Linked DNA regions of Arachis hypogaea: region 2 is linked to region 1. The links are chromatin contacts, called in public Hi-C maps. All regions are on one chromosome and are shown on one strand. The core of a region is the stretch at or near the end of the contact, and the rest is flanking DNA. Distances in the headings are between cores, read along the strand shown.

Region 1 (4,702 bases), core at 1,294-3,793:
TTACCTTATTCTTTGCGGTAGATCTCATGACAAACATTCTCACCTCTTTAAGTAATGTGATGATGGGTTTGCTTCTTGCCTCTTTGATTTTTGTGTTGAAAATCTCATAGGTGTTGTTACAAATGTTATCCAGCTTTGGCTTATGGCTGAATTGTGACTTTGTCCATGACTTTCCAGGCCATGTGTTGAGATAATCCCAAGCCTCCTCATTCACCCTCTTAATCTTGTTCAAATTGTCAATGAAATCAAGGAATGTTGTTGATATGGCACATCTTTAAAGAAGTCCTCTCAACTCAAGGTCTTTTTATTGTTTATATTTTTTCACAGATGCCACACACAAAAATAGTGATGAATTTTTGGCATTAGTAGGGTTTGAAATAGGTCAGAGTTGGTTTCAGGAGGGTTCAGGATAGGATTCGGGATAGGACTTAGGTTGGCATTTGTATCAACATGGCTTGGGTTGGGGAATGAAACAGATTCTGGATTCGGTTCTGTAATTGGGTTGGAGGTATTAGCATCAGATTTAGGACCCTTACTTGTGTTCTTCTTACTCACCAAGTCTCCCTCACTAGATATTCTTCTCCATCATCAAGACATATCACAACTTCCTTCCCTACTAGTAATTTTGGTGTGGACACTCCATGCTCAAAATACACATCAATAACTCCATCATTCCTCTATTCATGAAAGCACATCTTTCTTAACTCATCATCACTTGTAAGAGCTCTCAGTCCACCTTCTAAACTCCTTTCCAAAGGTAGCCACCAACACTGAACTACCTTATCATACCCAAACTCCTTGTAATAGTTTTTTACGAAGAAGACATCTAATAATGTATCCTCATCTAAATCTCCTAAGCAAGTTCTATTGTCCAGTGAGTACATTAGTATTCCATCATTATTCTTTTTAAATGTTCCCCCATGATGGAACATAATATCTATCAAAGTCTCTATCTGCATTATAAGAAAAAATAAATTGAAGAATCAAACAAACATATTCACACATATAACAACAAATTATGACACTCAACCACAAATAAAAAATCCAGAAACATCCATCAACCAACCCAAATAAGATTACATTAAAAAACAGAGCATGAAAAAAATTCCTTTACTGTCCACAAAAATCTTAGCAGATAACGAACAACTTTAAATTTTCATCAACCTACATGAAATTCTGACCAGACAGACACAATGATGCATAATTTTAACTTGAAAAGCATTATTTTTTTTCCAATACAACCTTACTTTTGTGTGTTCGTGAAGAAATCTTTCTTCTTCCGTCAACGACAACGATCACACACGAATATCAGAGTATGAGCGAACTCTACGAAGTCGAATGGTTTTACCTTTCAAACCCTAGATAGTAGCCAGGACTGAGAATTTCATAGCGCGGAGTGTTGGTATTCGAAAGAAGAAAAAGAAGATGATGATGATGAAGTGATCACAAACGTTGGGGTTATTTATTATTAGTTCTCCAAAATTTGTCAAACAACGTCATTCCACGAAGGTTTTATTTTAGCGCCAAAAGTAAAACGATAGCATGGCACTCATTTGCCATCTCAGTGCTATATCACTATCGACGGCAGGTAAACTGGTCAGAGATGTGGTGAAGGACCAATTTGATGTATTTTTAACAAATTCAAAGACATAAACAGCGTAATTAATAAGTCAGAAATTAAAACGGTATAATTCGTGAATCTCAGAAACCACTTTAGAATTTAACTCTTCTTTTACATCATTTTTGTAATCATATAAATGATTGGAGAGTTGCGTGTATAAGTATTGAGGTACGGTGACCCTTCATGCCATACAGATATATCAATGACATGTGATAGATTGCTTCCTAAATAAGATAGCTTTTTTTTTATTATTTTAATTAAGTTCATGGTACAAATAAAAATAAAATTTTCAAATCTTGGATTGGCCATTAAACCGGAAAATATTTTAGTTCACAACATCACAATTGCTGACAAAAATTCGTGATTGAAATAGTATATTAGAATATTTTTGTCCTGTTTTTGTTTTACAATAGAAGTTAATTATATGTTTTGTTTTTCTGTCAATTGTTGAATAAATTGACCAATTTCTGCTCAATTACGCATTGCATGATAAGAAGGCGCTGTTTTCTCTTTTTTATTTTCTGTCTGAATATGAAAAAAATTGTTTTTATTTGTACAAAAACGGAGTTACAAAGCCCAAAAGATTACATCAACGACACATACGGGAAGTAAAGGAACCCTCTCTCATCATAAAAAAAATTATTGTTTTTGCTCAATTATTCATTGTATGATAAGAAAGTATTTTCTACTATTAAATACTGGAACTCTTGGCCTATAAGTCTCGGTCAATGTTTTCTTTGTTTGGGCCTTGGCCCCTTTGTAAACCCAAAAAAAATATTTTCTCTTTTTTTGGTCTGAATATAAAAAATTATTGCGGTTTTTCTTTTTGGTCATAGATTGCGTTTTTCTATCTCTCATAGAATACAAAGGGTGTGTTTTTGGTGACTAAATACGAAAGAAGTTTTTATTTTCACTTTTAGTTTGGACTGATGGCCCATATATAAGTGAGAGCAGTAGAAAATATATCGTATGCTTTCAAAAAGTAATGTGGGCCTTGGGTACCTGTTTTTGAAAGTGGATCCATCATTGCAACCTTGATCAAAACTGAGAAAAATATGGATCCGTTTGTTGACATTACTTGAACTTCATGATCAAAACAAAAATACAGTGCATCCACATAAAACAAAACAAAAAAACACTAAAGACACACCCTAAATTGTTAGGGACACATTTTCTATGTCAACGGACAAAAATAATCCTAATCTTTTATAATTATGCATAATTGATTTAAAGAAAATAATACTTTTATTCATCAAATATAAAAGATATGCTCCTCATCATATCATATAGAATGTATAGTAGTAAACATTACTTTATACGTAGTTAAATCATTAACGACAAATATAATAAGTTTCATGCTCATTGTTGTTATAGTTGTTAAAAGAGCGAAATGTTTGTATGATGCACAGATATGCTAAATTTAATAAAAATTAGGTAATATTAAGTTATTGTTAGAATAATTAATTAAATATAAATTTTTTATTTTAAGTGAGATCGTAAGAATAAAATGATCTAATTTTACTTTTAAAAAAATTGTAAAAACATATAAATTAAGATTAAGATTATCGTTTAATTACAATAAATACAGGATAGGAAAATTATAAACTAAAATGAATAAGTATCCAAAAATAATTTTTACAAAAAAGTAACAAATTTATAGAAGAATATAAATATCTAAAATTACATATTAAATAAATTTTAAAATTATATATAATCAACTAAATTGTCAATAAACAACATTTATGATTGTACCTTTTGCCTTGAATGAATTATTCTAAACTAATACCCTTAATCTTAATTTTGATTTTAACTTTTGAAAGAGTAATATAAAATTGTCTGTATGTAAAAACATGCTTCGACAAGTATAGACCCATATGTTTGACCTTATAATTTATTAATAGTCATCGTCTCATAGATAATAACACACATCAGAGAGGAAGAGCCATTTCCTACGATTAAGATCATCTAACATTGCAATGGCAGTGTCACCAACTTTATATGCTACATAATACCACAAAAGTCATGTAAAATTATAAATATACATTAATAGAGCAACAGTCAAAATAATAATAATAATAATAATAATAATAATAATAATAATAATAATAAAAGAAATACAATTATGGACTTTCAAAAGAGCACAGAATATTATATATTACATAAGCAAGTTTTTTTGAAAATTTCATAGCTCAATCATTTAAGAAATATGAATAGCTATTTTTAAAAAAAAAAAACAGGATGCACATTGCATACAATGCAAAATGGTTGATCTCTAAATGCTCATTATGTAGAATAATAGGTTCACATAAATAGAAGAGTCTAAGAAAGAACTATCTTAATTCTATAGAAACAGAGGCTTTCAAAAAAATTGAAAAAAATAGTTTAAATGCATATATTTGCCAAACATAAATTTTTTAAGATAAGAGACAATTCACTATCTCAACAAAAATTAGTTGAAAAAGATATAATTTGTGTAGTTAAAGCGTGAATATACAATAATAAAAGCTAAAGCAGCAAAAAATAAAAAGCTTCATGATTTTTTAAAAAAAATGAATATACACTCCAAACCATAAATATTCAAATTTTGCATCAGATCCACTTCATCCAACTAAGGACATAACAACTGAAAGAAAAATATCAAATACTAATGTTGTGAAGCAATTAATACATACCATTAATATAAAAGAAAACCAATTAGAGAATAAAGTGCGCAAAATTCACTATCAAGTGTCAGAAATTTACAATTATGATTTTAACTATAGAATAAATTGATAAATGACTAAGTGGATAAAAAAACATATGGGAGAGAGAGCTTAATTTTTTTAATCTAAAATCATTAGGAATTGTGGTGCAAAATTCTCTATAATAAATAAAGAACTCAATTAAACAATGACAACTCAATATTTTAAAGCAAAATTATATCCCTCAAATGGAAAAAATTAAGTCATAATATATAGGTAAATCGGTATCCAACTCTTTGAAAATTCTTTGAAAAGCAAATAAACAGGAGAAGGTACATCAACAAAAATGAAAAAGAAAAAGAACATTGAACACTAAGTACAAAAAAAAAAAAACATAGAA
Region 2 (5,014 bases), core at 400-2,899, 52 kb before region 1:
TTGTCAGCGTTCGTAAACTTTATGGGTACTTTTAGTAGTTTTTCCTAATCTATAAAACATGGATACTTTGCTGGGTTGTCATGTCTGCGTATTGAATACATTTCGGATACGACATTCGTCTTACACGCGTGTCTTATAAGAATCTAATATTCGTGTGTCTGCATGTATGTCGTGTCGTGTCCCGTGTCCGTATTCATCATAGGTATTAATACTATGTCTATATGTTATAGGAAAAATTTAAAGTGTGTCGGGAACACCAGTATTCCAGTTATTTTAACCGTTGATTTCAATTAATATATATTATATATATTTTTTATAGTTTAGATCAACGGTTAAAACAACTGGAATATCGGTGTTACCAGTACACTTGAAACCCTTCCTACGTTATATTGTGTTGTTATGTTTACATATAACTTTATTCTCAATCCCCATTGCCTCCATAGTCCATTGATGAGGTGCAATTCTTGGTTTAAAGCACTTTCCATATATACTATTTATGAAGTTGTTATCTTTTTTTTTTTCTTCGTTTCATACTGGAATTCCTTTTACTCCACCACATATAATACAGTATAGATGAATGAAAGATAGAGTCTGAGTCTATTTGAACATTTTTAATCAATTTTTAGTACTGAGTGAAGAAGTAAAAACATAGAAATGAGAATTTTGTTTGTGTCTCTCAGATGTCAGATCCCTTTTTATGTGTGTCTTGTGAATTTAAATGCATCACTTTAATTTGCTCTGATTACTATGAGAGTGACAATTTTGTTGGAAGGCCCATTTTTGCCAGTGTTCTTCTTCTGTGTCTAACTGTGCCACTCAATATATATTCAGATCAAAGTATCAAACAATGCAAAACATGAGCTTCATTGATTGAGACTTGAGTGGCTCTAGTCCCCATGACTGATAATATTCCCTCTCTTTCCAAAGATTTGTTATGGAAAGTAATCTTGTAACTTAATTAGTAACTTTTATAATTCTAATCTAACACAATTCAATTATTTTTTAATCTAAATGAAAAGTCAAAGATAGACACTTATTTGAGATGGATCAGAATCATGTTGAAACAATTGCAGTGAAGAAAAAAAAAATGCATAGCTACTTCCAAGAGAGTGGTTGCTGGCTGCTGCTAAAATCATGTATGTATTTGGCAGTGTTAGGATATAGGTCCAAGAGAATCTCTGCATGAGTCATGCCCAATTAAGACATGAATGCATATACATAAAGAGAGAAAGATACAAAGGTGAAGATGAAGAAAAAGAGAGAATCTCTGCATGAGTCTGCTCCTTTTGTCACCATGTATGTATTGTCCAAAAGCCTTGTACCATTTCTCCTTTGGCAATAGGTAATAAGAACAACACTATCCATATTCAACAACATTAGTTCACAATATCAGAAGTGAGAATGTGCATTATTGTTGGGGGAATACTGAATAAGAAAACATATAATGGTAAAACTTTTCATACATTTTCTAGTACAATCATGGGATCACAATCACTTTAATCCAGCCTTTCCAAAAAATGAAAAGCAAACTTCTTTTTTTTCCTTTTGCAAAATTCACATATGAATGCACTTTATTCTACAGCACCTTTTTAGGCCCAGTTGAACAATAGCAAGAGTGTCATTAAAAAGAAAGGGCATAACATCAATTAGGCACAAATCAAGAATAGGAACCTCAGAAAGTTGCATCTAGTATTTCAACTCAGAAATTGACTTCCATAATTGTGCAAAATTCTGTCAAATTAATGAAATTAACCAAACAAGAACAACCTCTCCTCTTGTTTTCTTTTTTTTTGGACTGGATCCTTTTGGTTTTTCAATTGGCCCATAAAAACCCTAGCCCAATATCCAAAGTGGATTTCAATTTAGTTGAGCAAAAAGCGAAAATTGCCACCCCCCCAAAAAAAAAAAATCCCCTTTCCCACCCAAAAATGGTTTCTTTCTTCAATTTTGAGGGAATTCTCGGAACCTGTAATAAAGAACAGAAACAACAGGAGGATCAAGAGACAAATCAGAATTAGAGAAACAAGGAAGGGGTTTAAGTACTCTCTGCTACTTTATCTCTGGTACGATTCTTCAACTCATACCTACTTCCCTCAAACTTTGTAGCTCAAAAAATTCACTCATTTCCGCAATTTTCAATCTTTTGCTTTGAAAATTTCGTGGTATTAAAAAAGTCTCTCTTTTTCTTAAAAATAATTAGGTTGCCCACTTTTTCTTTTTCAATTCTGTCTGTCTTTTTCTTTCTAGGTGTTTGCTTATGCTTGTAAATGCTTACATGGTTCTGGGTCGCTTAAAAGTGTGTAACTTTAAGTGATTTCGACACTCAAATTTGAAGCTGGACAATGACTTCCATACCTTCAAAAAACTTATGGATTAGGAGGCAACAATGCCCTTGTGGGGATTGGAAGTGTTACATTACATATGAGGGTGATTCTGATGAAGGTTCTAGAGCAGAAGAATTGGTAAAGGCAGAAAAAGCTTCATCCGGTGCCATGATCACCCCATATGTTGGAATGGTATTTAAGAGTGATGATGAAGCTTTTGAGTATTATGGCAATTTTGCTAGAAAGAATGGGTTTTCTGTTAGGAAGGAAAGGTCTAGGGTTAGCCCCCAGTTGGGGATTTACAAGCGTGACTTTGTTTGTTACCGTTCTGGATTCGCCCCGGTGAAGAGGAAGCCCAATGGAGAACACCATAGAGATAGGAAATCGGTTAGGTGTGGATGCGATGCGAAAATGTATCTGTCTAAGGAGGTGGTTGAAGGTGTTTCCCAGTGGTTTGTTGTGCAATTCAGCAATATCCACAATCATGAGCTATTGGAAGATGACCAAGTGCGCCTTCTTCCGGCTTATCGAAAGATTCACGAGGCCGATCAAGAGCGCATACTATTGCTTTCTAAAGCAGGGTTTCCGATACATCGGATAGTGAAGATGTTAGAGCTGGAAAAGGGGATTCAAGGTGGGCAATTGCCCTATTTGGAGAGGGATGTGAGGAACTTTGTTCAAAACCGTAAGAAGGTTGTTCAAGAGAACGAGGCATTGCTCAGTGAGAAGAGAGAAAACGATCTATCAGAACTTCTTGAGGCATGCAAAGCCATGAAAGAAGTTGATGTTGACTTTGTTTATGATTTTACAGTGGATGAGAATGATAAAGTTGAAAATGTAGCTTGGTCATATGGTGACTCTGTTAATGCAAATGCTATGTTTGGGGATGTAGTTTATTTCGACACGACATATCGATCAATCACTTATGGATTGCTCTTTGGAGTGTGGTTTGGTATTGATAGCTGTGGCAGAACCATCTTTTTCGGTTCTGTTTTGTTGCAGGATGAAACTCCTCAGTCCTTCTCATGGGCATTGCAGGTTTACTACTAGCATACTCTCTAAGATTTTACTTCTGCCTTTATAATTATCCTCTTATGATGATTATCCCTCGATACAGACTTTTGTCCGATTCATGAACGGAAGATGTCCACAAACAATTCTAACTGATCTTGACCCCGGGCTTAAAGATGCCATTAGAAGCGAATATCCAGGAACTAAACATGTCATTCCACCATGGAATATTCTATACAAGGTACCAAGTTGGTTTTCTCTTCATGTTGGGCCACGCTATGCAGAATTTAAATCCATGTTTGATGCATTAATTCAAATTGAGAATACCGAGGAGTTTGAACTACAGTGGAGAGACATGATTTCTGTGTTTGGATTTGGTTCAGATAAACACATTGGTTTACTGTATTCTGTTCGAGCATCCTGGGCACAATCCTATGTGAGAGGTTACTTTCTAGCTCGAATGTCTACAATAGCTTACTCAAAATCAATAGATGCTTTTCTGAAAGGGATCTTCGCCGCACAAACATGTTTGCGTAGCTTTTTCGAGCAGGTATGTATACTAGTAAGAAGTAATTTGCCTCCTACGCTCGCACTAGCATTGTTTACTATACCAGTGATATAATTATTCACTGTTTCAAATTGTTGCAGATTGGCATTTCTGCGAACATCCAACATCAAGCGCATCAGGAGACTCACTATATGCATCTGAAAACTTGCATACCTGTTGAAGAGCATGCACGGAGTATCCTCACGCCTTTTGCTTTTAATGCTTTGCAGCAAGAGTTATTGCTGGCCATGCAATATGCTGCATCTGAGATGGCCAATGGATCGTATATTGTGCGGCATTTCAAAAGTATGGATGGAGAACGGCTTGTAATATGGTTGGCCGAAGACGAACAAATTCACTGCTCTTGCAAGGAATTTGAATCCTCTGGGATATTATGCAGACATGCTCTTCGTGTGTTCATCTTAAAGAATTACTTTCAGCTGCCTGACAAATACTATTTAAGCAGATGGAGACGGGAATGTACTTTACTGATTGATGATGATCACAACAATCAAATTACTGATGGGGAGTGGTTTCAAGAGTACCAGTCCCTAGCCGAAACTTTATTTTCAGAATCCTCGATTACAAAGGAACGATCTGACTATGCTCGAAGTGAACTGACAAAAGAACTTACCAGGATTCTCAATGAGGTCAGAAATCTGCCGGACACCGATGAAGTCCTAATGAACATGACTGTATCGCCGACCAGTTAGTTAGAAGTGTTGGTTTTTATATACATGATTACATAATATGCTAGTTTGAAAAGAGTTGCAAAGCAGAGAATGGCAGAACAGTAAGTTTTGAAGGGAAAATTGCCAAAACACTTTCAGCATGTGTTTGAAATGGCTAATTTACATGTACATGTACATTGATATGATTTTTCTTGTATCATTTTTTACATCATTGTCTTCTCAAATCCATGAAATGTTTATGATTTTGCTCAAGATTACAATAAATGCCCCTAGCTATCTGTTTGGTTGGATGATAGATAATAAAAGTGAATATTGTAGTGTGTTGAGGATACTTCCATTGTTGAATTAGTTGAGTAAAATTTAGTTATCATCTAGTTGAGTCAGTTTTTCTATGTTGCTCCAATTAATGAAATGTTGTCTATATCAGATTCTGATTTTAA

The links. A called contact is a pair of places that touch in the nucleus more often than the background predicts.
Region 2: a Hi-C map of leaf shows a contact between it and region 1, with 4 times the contacts expected there. The contact joins the promoter of LOC112741324 here to the enhancer-like site in region 1. A contact is called at or near these places in 2 of 8 Hi-C or Micro-C datasets (leaf and an unstated tissue).

What each region holds. Positions count from the first base shown.
Region 1 is chr14:7,929,797-7,934,498 of arahy.Tifrunner.gnm2.J5K5, reverse strand. No RefSeq gene overlaps it. Among protein-coding and RNA genes, the nearest start is that of LOC112741323, 11 kb to the right of the region's middle. Within about 2 kb of position 2,543, at least 3 of the 3 cell types and tissues checked have open chromatin away from gene starts, as enhancers often do.
Region 2 is chr14:7,980,390-7,985,403 of arahy.Tifrunner.gnm2.J5K5, reverse strand. It overlaps LOC112741324 (putative protein FAR1-RELATED SEQUENCE 10), which reads left to right and starts at 1,649. Exons shown (of 4, transcript XM_025790259.3): 1 at 1,649-2,063; 2 at 2,248-3,362; 3 at 3,442-3,885; 4 at 3,984-4,905. The coding sequence starts at 2,343. The coding sequence ends at 4,595.